Regions from separate parts of the Oryctolagus cuniculus genome. Here region 1 is linked to region 2. A link is a contact called in public Hi-C data. All regions are on one chromosome and are shown on one strand. Each heading gives the region's core, a stretch centred on a gene start, on an enhancer-like site or on the middle of the called end of the contact. The rest is flanking DNA. Distances are from core to core; before and after follow the strand shown.

Region 1 (5,338 bases), core at 1,408-3,907, 390 kb before region 2:
ATCATGGGAAAGGCTGAGAAGTGATGGACTAGGGGGTTTTCCTTTGATGTTTTCCACACGCTGTCTTGGGTATTGGAGCACTGTCTGATACATTGTCTCCACCAGGAACCCTGTGGAATCTCTCATCCCATGACTCAATCAAAATGGAGATTGTGGACCATGCATTGCACGCCTTGACAGATGAAGTAATCATTCCACATTCTGGTTGGGAAAGGGAACCTAATGAAGATTGTAAGCCACGCCATATTGAGTGGGAGTCGGTGCTCACCAACACAGCTGGGTGCCTTAGGTAATGATAGTGGCTTTGAGAATATGAAGACTGAATTTTTGAAGATTGGCTTAAATTTCTTTAAAATAAAGACTCATTAGCTGGTTATTCAATCTCCATTCCTATTTGTATAGCATACTGTAACCCATCCTGTCTTTCTACCTTTGTTGCTGCTCTCTGGTTTATAACACATATAACACATATGATTATATTGATCGCTTGCTATTCCCTCTACATCCTTCTCACTTTTATTTCTCTTTTTGACTTTGTTCATCTAATTTGGTAAAAATTTGTTCAGTACATTCAATACCTACCCTACATAACGTGCTTGTCTGGGCCTGGGCTTATGTGTTTGTCCCTGCTCTCAGTTACATTAATAAATGCAACAAAAGGAATACAATATTAGGAGGATGGGGTATAGATAAGGAAGGAAGTACTTTATTTTGTCTGTCAGTGCCTTTCTTTCCTTACTTTTTTTTTTTAATTTTTTTTTTTTTTGACAGGCAGAGTGGACAGTGAGAGAGAGAGAAAGGTTTCTTACTTTTTGAGGCTAAATTCAAATGCCTTTGTTTTGTCTATGTTTTCCTGATTTCTTCTTTCTATATCCTATAAATGTAATGCAATCTTTTCGTCTTTGGAATAGAATATATCTCTGTGCTCCATCCCGTTTGCACATCCAGTCAAGAAGTATCAATTCCTGTTGTTTGTATATGTTTTAACCTCCACCCTACCTACAGGGTTATTAAAGTTGAGTGTTGGGACCTGTTAACCAACTTTCTGTCAACTGCAATGCCTTGCTTCTAATAGGTGTTGACTGTGTCAGTAAATAGAAAAGGTATTGAGGAAGCTTAGAGATGTTGAGGGCATCTTAAGAGAGGATCTGGATTTGGGTTGTCTTGAATATTCTCTTGAATTCCCCTCAGGAATGTAAGCTCAGAGAGGAGTGAAGCTCGCCGGAAACTTCGGGAATGTGATGGCTTAGTTGATGCCCTCGTTTTCATTGTTCAGGCTGAGATTGGACAGAAGGATTCAGACAGCAAGGTAAGTTGATAGCTGAGTGAGTTCTGTTTATACTGGAACCTTGAAGTAACTGTAGTGCAGACCTGTCATCTAAAGTTTTTAGGTAATGGTAAATATCTATACCAGTCTCTTCTCTCTAAAGTGGGCATTCAACTTAGAAGAAGACAGTTTTTCTCTTTTATCCTTTCTTTCCAAGATTTATTTGGTTTATTTATTTGAAAGGCAGAGTTAGAGAGGAGAAACAGAGATCTTCCATCTGCTGGATCACTTTCCAGATAGCCACAACAGCCCAGGCTGGGCCAGGCCGAAGCCAGGAGCTTCTTCTGGGTCTCCCATATGCCAGCATTGTGGCAAAGTGAGTAAATCCGCCACCTGTTATGACAGCATGCCATATGGGTGCTGGTTCGGAAGTGGCTGCTCAACTTCCAATCCAGATCCCTGCCAATGCACCTGGAAAAGTAGTGGAAGATGGCCCAAGTGCTTGGGCCCCTGCACCTATCTGGGAGACCTGGAAGAAGCTCCTGGCTCTTGGTTTTGGTCTGGCTCAGGCCTGGCTGTTGCAGCCATTTGGAGTGAACCAACGGTTGGAAGATCTCTCTAACTTTCTCAAATAAATAAAATCAATCTTTAAGGAAAAAGAGAGAGAGTAAGGGAATGGGGGGAGGGGAGGAGAGGGGAAAGAAGGGGAAGGGGAAGGGAAAAGGAGAGGAAGAAAAGGAAGGAAGAAAGAAAGAAAACTGCCTTAGGGCCAGCCTTGGGGTGCAGTGGGTTAAGCCACAAACATCCCATATGGGAGCCGGTTCGATAACCAGCTGCTCCACTTCCAATCCAGCTCTCTGCTATGGCCTGGGAAAGCAGAAGATGGCCCAAGTCCTTGGGCCCTTGTGCCCATGTGGGAGACCAGGAAGAAGCTCCTGGCTCCTGGCTTCAGATAGGCTCAGCTCCGGCCGTTGTAGCCAACTGGGGAGTGAACCAGTTGGATAGAAGACCTCTCTCTCTCTGTCTCTCCTCTCTCTGTGTAACTCTGCCTTTCAAATAAATAAATAAATCTTTAAAAAGAAAAAATAAAAATGGTACACCAAATAGTGGCAGAAGCCAATGGATGGACTTTCCGTTAGCCTGAAGCTACAGGCTCATGGAAGCCTGTAATTAAGAAGCCTGAGGCTTATGAGGTGACGGATTGGGCTGTGCTTTTGAAGACTGATATTTTAACAGTCATGTTATGGAAAATATATTTGGTGGAAAATCACGATAGGCACCGTCTTCTCTCATTGAGCCTTTTGTCTTGTGTCCCTAAGCTTGTGGAGAATTGTGTTTGCCTGCTTCGGAACTTATCATATCAAGTTCACCGGGAGATCCCACAGGCAGAGCGTTACCAAGAGGCGCCTCCCAGTGTTGCCAACAATACTGGGCCACATGCTGCCAGTTGCTTTGGGGCCAAGAAGGGCAAAGGTGAGTTGTAGTTTCTTGTTCCTTGCTCGTCAGTGTGGGACAAGGAAAAGTAAGGAACACTTTTAGGTTTAAATACAAAAGACTTGCCAAGCAGTGTGGGAGTCTACTGGTCAAGGGTGTCTTTGCTGTGGTGCTGCTTCCCTTGTGTTGTGTACATCATTCATTTGGTGGTGGTGGTGGTGGTGGTGGTGGTGGTGGTGGTGGTCGTGGTGGTATAGGTAGCAATGACTGGGTAAAGAAGGATGAGAACTCAAGTAATCTGGGACCTTCTCTCCCATCCCCCTTTGTGTTCACTGTGTTTTCTTTTCTTCTGTGCTTTCCTGCTTGTTTGCTCACGATTCTATTGACATCTTTCTCCTGCTTTCTACTTTCATTTCTTTCTGCTTTCCATCTTGGGCGGCGCACTGGAAGATGAGTGGTTCTCCAGAGGTGAGTGGAATCTTTTAAGGCGCTTGTCTATTTCTAATTTGCATGTTTTGGTTTTAGCCTTCCCTAGTATTTCCTGCCTAACCCTTCCTTCCCTGTGGATGCATGTAGGAAAATTCGTTGAGGAAGATCTTAGCTATTCAGAGCTGATGGGTCATGGCATGCTATTTCTGGGCAGCAGTCCCTGTTACTGGAACTCAGGCAATAGCAACAGTGGCTGTCCTTGTCTTGTCTGCTGCCTGTTTTCTGTCCTTGTTTCTGTGTAGCCCCCTGCTGGGACAAGCTGGACTCTGCCCTCCCTTCTTGTCCCTCTTGATGCATTTCTGATCCAGAGATTCTGACTGAAGAATGAAAAATTTGCCTGATGGAGTCTTCCTTTCTTAAGCTTCTTTACTCCTGTTCCTCCTCTTTTTCATTTCTGTAGGGAAGAAACCCACAGAGGATCCAGTAAATGATACAGTGGATTTCCCTAAAAGAACTAGTCCTGCTCGAGGTAAGTTGTCTTTTTCCTCTCAGTCTCTCAAAGTCTCATAAACATAGTCCACACACATATGGCACTGGTAGCCTAACAGCAGACTTTATGCAATGTGTTTACTGTTCTCTCTTCTTTACTCAAGGATTAGAAGTGGTGGTGAAAGCATTAGGAAGCTATAGTATTAGGGCAGTAACTACAAAGGAATGCTTGTTGAGGCAATTACTCAGATTACTTCAGGATATTATAAGGCCCTAATGAGTACCCTTTGTGGCCACTGCAGTTCCTGGGACTTACTCCTTACTGTTAAAAGAAGCTTCTTGAGCACAATCTGTATCTTTATGTTCATCAGTACAATGAGTCCAAAGTTCACAGGGTATAAAATTTCATGATTATGGAGCTTTTAAATGTTGTTATGTCTGCCATGGACCCTTTTACTTAATAATAGTAAAGCTGGGGAGAATGACTAGGCTAAGTTAAGAATAATTCATGTGAGATGATCAATCTTTTGAGTGCTGTCAATGAGCTAAATGAATTCCCTGCAGACTCGTGGTAGAACCAGGGCCAGGGTAAGCAGTGGGAGAGAAGGAGAAAGAGGAGTTGAATGTGATGTTTGATTTTCTGTTCTGCTGTTACCATGGATTAATTATTCTTTTTTTAAAGATTTATTTATTTAGTTGAAAGTCAGAATTACAAAGAGAGGAGAGGCAGAGAGAGAGAGAGAGAGAGAGAGGGGTCTTCCATCCGCTGGTTCAGTCCCCAATTGGCCGCAGTGGCTGGAACCGAGCTGATCCGAAGCCAGGAGCTTCTTCCAGGCCTTCCACGTGGGTACAGGGGCCCAAAGACTTGGGCTATCTTCTACTGCTTTCCCAGGCCATAGCAGAGAGCTGGATTGGAAATGGAGCAGCCGGGACTCAAACTGGCGCCTATATGGGATGCCAACACTGCAGGCGGTGGTTTTACCTGCTGCACCACAGTGCCAGCCCCAGATTAATTATTCTTAAGGCATGGTGAGGCCAGCATTGTGGTGTAGTAAGTAAAGCTACTGCCGCAGTGCCGGTATCCCATATGGGTGCTGGTTTGTGTCCTGGCTGTTCTACTTCCAATCCAGCTCCCTGCTAATGATCTGGGAAGAGCAGTGGAAGATGGCCTGAGTACCTGGGCCCCTGCTACCCACGTGGGAGATCTGGAGGAAGCTCATGGCTCCTGGCATCGGCTTGGCCATTGCTGCCCTCAGGGGAGTGAACCAATGAATGGAAGATCTCTTTATCTCTGTAACTCTTTCAAATAAATAAATAAATCTTAAAAAAAAAGAAGGAGGAGACATGATATTGTGACTGAGCATACTGTTGAGTGGCTGGGACAGTTTAGGGGGCAGATTGGTTAAGGAACATAAATCCATCAATCCAGAGTACTAAGGTCAGACTCCAGCCGTTCTGTTGTCCGGTGTTGATTAGCATCCTCTGCCTTCTTGCCCTTTCTTGTGCAGGCTATGAACTCTTATTTCAGCCAGAGGTGGTTCGGATATATATCTCCCTCCTCAAGGAAAGCAAGACTCCTGCCATTTTAGAAGCCTCAGCTGGAGCTATCCAGAACTTGTGTGCTGGGCGCTGGACGGTAAGAACCTATTAGAAAATGGATTTGAATAGGGAGAACTTAGATAACTAGCTTGCCGCCATTTTTGTAATCTGTTCTGCCTC
Region 2 (5,192 bases), core at 1,760-4,259:
TACCGGATTTCAAAGCATATACCAATGCTAGAGTAATTAAAACAGCATGGTAATGGCAAAACAAACAAACAAACAAACAAACAAAAAAACTTGACACATAGATCAATGGAACACTATAGAGAACCCAGAAATTAATTCACGTACATACAGCACCTGATTCTGGACAAAAGTGCCCAGAACATGGATTGGAGAAAGGATAGTCTCTTCAATAAATGATTCTGGTGAAACTTGACATATATAAACAGAAGAATGAAATTAGATGTCTACCTTTCATCACAGACAAAAATCAACTTTAGGTGGATCAAAAGTCTAATTTAAGATCTGAGACTATGGGGGCCGGTGCTGTGGTGCAGCAGGTTAAAGCCCTGGCCTAAATTGCCAGGATCCCATATGGACACCCATTCTAGTCCTGGCTGCTCCTTTTCCAATCCAGCTCTCTGCTATGGCCTGGGATAGCAGTAGAAGATGGCCCAAGTCCTTGGGCCCCTGTACCCATGTGGGAGATCCAGAAGAAGCTTCTGGCTCCTGGCTTCGGATTGGCCCAGTTCCAGCCATTGCGGCCAATTGGGGAGTGAACCATAGGTTGGAAGACCTCTCTGTCTGTCTCTACTTCTCTTTGTAACTCTGTCTTTCAAATAAATAAAATAAATCTTAAAAAAAAAATCTGAGACTATGAAATTGCTAGAAGAAAATGTAGAGAAAATACTATAAGACATTGGTGTAGGTGATTTCTTCTTAGAAAATATTCCCAAAGCAAGACAACAAAAGCAGAACTAGACTAATGGGATTATATTAAACTCAGAAACTACTATACAGCAAAGGGAAGAATCAATCAAATGAAGAGACATTTGACAGAATGGGAGAAAATATTTGCAGGCTACTTCTCTGACAAAGGATTAATAATCAAAATATATCAGTAACTCAGAAAACTGAACAATAAAAAATCCAGTTATGAAATTGTTCCTGAATACACAGTTCTTGAAAAGAGAATACAAATGGACAACAAATACAAGAGGGATTTCTCAATATTGTTAGCCATCAGAGAAATGCAAGTCAAAACCACGATGAGTTTTTACCTCATTCCTTTCAGAATCTTAAAGACAGAAACAAATTTTGGCAAGGTTGTGGAGAAAGGGGAATTCATATACCCTGTTGGTGGGAATGTAAATTAGCCAACCATTGTTGCAAACAATATGGGGATTTCCTCAAAAAATTAGAAAAATAGACTTGCCATATGATCTAGCAATTCCACTACTAGGTATGGGGCCAAAAGACAAAATCATTGTATAAAATAGATACCTTCTCTACCATTTTTATGGTGGAACACTACACACTATAGACAAAATATGGAATCTACCAAGGTGTCCATCATCAGATGAATGGATAAAGCACACATGCCCACGCATACATACATACACAATAACACAATGGAATATTCTTTACTATAAAGAAGAATGAAATTCTAACATTTGTAGCAAAATGGTTGGAACTACAGGACATCATGTTGAGTGAAATAAGCCAGACAATGAAAGACAAACACCATATCTTCTCTTGTATATGTGGAGCTAAACTTTAAAAGAGAAAGAAATGCCAGTGTGTATCAGTTTTGCTGCAAATACAGTATTTTGTCAAGCTCTGTTTAAAATATTTGTCAAAAAAATTGATAGGAATTACATACTACTAAAGTTTTAATGATCTTATTAATGTTTTAAAATTTACTCTTTATGAGTGAAGCTGAATATATTTTCATTTGATTATTCTTTATAACCCCTACATAGTTTTCAACTGGACTGTAGTCTTTTTACTTTTTATTTTTGAACACTTTATTATTGGTGTCATTAAGACTCTGAGTAAATATGTAAACTAAAAAATATATTGTCTCAAAAAATAATTTGAGGTAAATGACTAGGATTGTGGATAAGGAATGAATATACCAAAAAAAAAAATGTCAAATGTATACACTCAAAGGCAAGCACATGTTATAATTCCATTTGTTCTTTACAGCTCTTGACATACCACCGACAAACATTGAACCTCTCCACCAAGTCGTCAGTCGGTGCCAGAGGCCGCTTTACTGACGATGGCTTTCTTCAGAGCACCTTTGACATCCTTGTTCCTGAGCGTGTAGATCAAAGGGTTGAGTAAGGGGGTGATAAAGGTGTAGACGAGCGCGATTTTGCGGTCCTCGTCCTCCGAGGTGCTGGACCGGGGACGCAGGTAGACCAGGCTGCAGCAGCCGTACTGAAGCAGGACCACCGTGAGGTGCGAGGAGCAGGTGGAGAAAGCCCTGCTGCGGCCCTGGGCAGAGCGGATGCGGAGGATGGCGCGGGTGATGAACACGTAGGAGACACAGATGAGCAGGAAGGGCACCGTCAGCACGAGGATGCCCACGAAGTAGAGAACGGCCTGGTGCACGTGGGTGTCAGCGCACGCCAGGCGCAGGACTGGAGGCACATCGCAGAGGAAGTGGTTGATCTCCCGGCGGTGCCCACAGAAGGGCAGGGTGAAGATTAAGGCGGTGAGCTGCAGGGAGAGCGTGAGGGCCAGGATCGTGGAGCCCACCACCATCTGAATGCACAGCTTCTGGGTCATGATGAAGGTGTAGTGCAGTGGGTGGCAGATGGCCACGTAGCGGTCATAGGCCATGACTGCCAGGAGGAAACAGTCAATGCTGCCCAGGGTGACAAAGAAGAACATTTGGGCCCCACAACCAGCCAACGAAATGGGCTTCTGGGCTCCAAAAATGTTGGAAAGCATCAGGGGCACCACAACAGTGGTGTAGCAGATTTCCAGGAGAGACAGGTTGCACAGGAAGAAGTACATGGGGGTGTGGAGGGAGCTGTGTGTGCACACCACAGAGATGATGGCTGTGTTGCCACAGAGGATCATCAGGTAGAGGAGGAGGAAGAGGAGGAAGAGAAGGACCTGGAATTCTGGGACAGCTGTGAACAGGCGGAAAACAAACTCAGTAGGACCGGTTTGGTTGAAAACTTGTTTCCAACCCAACATGTTCTCTGTAAAAGAATAGGAACAGTTAACGCTGAGTGACTGAGTTGCTTGAGAAAAAGAGAGATTTTTAAATTTGATTTAGAGCCACCTATTGATATCCTGTTTCCATCCACAGTGCCTGAATTCACAATGGAAACCCTTTTGTAATTTTGCTTAGAAATCCTTACATATGGGATAAATACTCACCTGAAGTTACTGGCGACAAGACCTGTATAGTCCCTGGTGAAATGTCTGCAGATATTACTCTAATCCCATTGGTAAGATGTAAACTTTTCTTGTATTCAGTTAAACTAAAGTGATACATAGTTGTGGATAATTTTATAACAGGTGACTGGATATGCTCTTCTCGTTTTTTGTTGACGTTCTTTTCAATATATAGCCCACATGCAGAGAAATTCATGAATCAGAAATGTGCAGCTTGATTTCTTTTTTGCACATTAATTATACAAGTATGACCACTATCATCATATGAGAAAAAAAATGCTAGTAATCTACAAGCATCCTTCATGCTTCTTTTAAATTTTAATCCCTCACTATTTTTTTTTTTGACAGGCAGAGTGGACAGTGAGAGAGAGACAGAGAGAAAGGTCTTCCTTTTTCCGTTGGTTCACCCCCCAACGGCCGCTGCAGCCAGCGCACCGCGCTGATCTGAAGCCAGGAGCCAGGTGCTTCTCCTGGTCTTCCATGCGGGTGCAGGGCCCAAGCACTTGGGCCATCCTCCACTGCCTTCCCAGGCCACAGCAGAGAGCTGGACTGGAAGAGGAGCAACCGGGACAGAATCCCGCGCCCTGACTGGGACTAGAACCCGGTGTGCCACAGGCGGAGGATTAGCCTATTGAGCCACAGCACTGGCCAATCCCTCACTAATTTAACACAACCATTCTTTTACCACTGAAATTAGTAGCCTGTTTGAACTTAGAAATGTAAAGATAAATGTTGTAACTGGCTTCAACACCATGTCTGCAATGGTTGTGCCTATAATTCTGTGTAGCAAAGCTCAGTACTCTCCATTTTTCAAATAGTATTCAATTTATAGTTATACTATGAGTTCTCTTTACATTCAATTGTTTTGACTGCATATAAAACTAGGCACATGAATTTTTATCCAGTCTATTCCTTTAGCATATCAGAACCTTCAAAAGTTTCATGGAAAAATGGAATTAAAAGATAGTGTTTATTTCTGTGAACATTTTGAAAACCCCTGGTACTGTTTATATATTTTATCTCAAATCATTTCTGAAACTTTCCAATCATGAACCTAAACTTTTGGACTCTAAAGAAAGTTCCAAAAGAACAGGGACTGAATCAAATTAGAATAAATGAAAACACAGTTTTCTGAAATAAGAAAAAACACCAAGGAAATGGAAAACACAATAGCAAAATGGAATTTTACATTAGAACAATCAGAAGAAAAGGCATTTTTGTAAGCATCTGGGAAGGAATAAAATATCTATGCATATAAATACCTTGTAGTTTGGAATACAACTTAATTTCAACTCAAAAATGCAGGAGGAAGGAACAATTTAACAGAAATTTAACATAAACAAATTGAGAGTTCTATTCTCCAGCCTTAGTGACTTCTATTCAAAAGCAACTTGTTACTTCAGATTCATAAAAGGCTAGGAAATATATCATTCTAAACATGTTTAACACAACCCCTGATAAATGACCTGGTTGCAGTGGGTTAGTATAGGCATCCTAACTGGATTGCCAATTCGAGTGCCAGCTGCTCTGCTTCCTACCCACCTGCCTGATAATGTGCCTGGGAAAGCAGCAGTAAACAGCCTGGCCTAAGTGCTTAGGTCCCTTCCACCCACATGGAAGACCCAGACAGAGTTCTTGGCTCTTGGCTTCATCTGGCCTTGCATCTGATGTTTGGGGGAATGAACAGTGAATGGAAGGGGTAATGGATATGACAATTACCCTGATTTGGTCATAATATCTTCTACATATGTATTGAAATGCAACACTTTACCCCATCAATATGTAAGATATGGAAAACTAAAAACTAAAAATAATAGAAAAAAGCTAACGCAAAAAGTAGAATGATCAGCAAAAATAGTTTGGTTTCTTCTTTTTTAATCTATGGTACCCGTTAGAAAATATTTGATTTTGTTTATAGTCCTTGCCTATTTTCTTCATAGACTATGGTCTTTTTACTTTTATGTCTTATTTGTTGAATT

Evidence for each region. A called contact is a pair of places that touch in the nucleus more often than the background predicts.
Region 1: a Hi-C map of embryonic fibroblasts shows a contact between it and region 2, with 4 times the contacts expected there. The contact joins the enhancer-like site here to the promoter of LOC100340047 in region 2. A contact is called at or near these places in 2 of 6 Hi-C or Micro-C datasets (embryonic fibroblasts and skin fibroblasts).

Annotation. Positions count from the first base shown.
Region 1 is chr1:14,364,095-14,369,432 of mOryCun1.1, reverse strand. It overlaps CTNND1 (catenin delta 1), which reads left to right. Exons shown (of 18, transcript XM_070070069.1): 7 at 106-289; 8 at 1,192-1,309; 9 at 2,587-2,740; 10 at 3,591-3,659; 11 at 5,128-5,255. Among named protein-coding and RNA genes, the nearest start is that of CTNND1, 46 kb to the left of the region's middle. Within about 2 kb of position 2,657, at least 1 of the 8 cell types and tissues checked has an H3K27ac peak or open chromatin away from gene starts, as enhancers often do.
Region 2 is chr1:13,978,326-13,983,517 of mOryCun1.1, reverse strand. LOC100340047 (olfactory receptor 10Q1) reads right to left here and starts at 3,009. Exons shown (of 1, transcript XM_002708974.3): 1 at 2,050-3,009. The coding sequence starts at 3,009. The coding sequence ends at 2,050.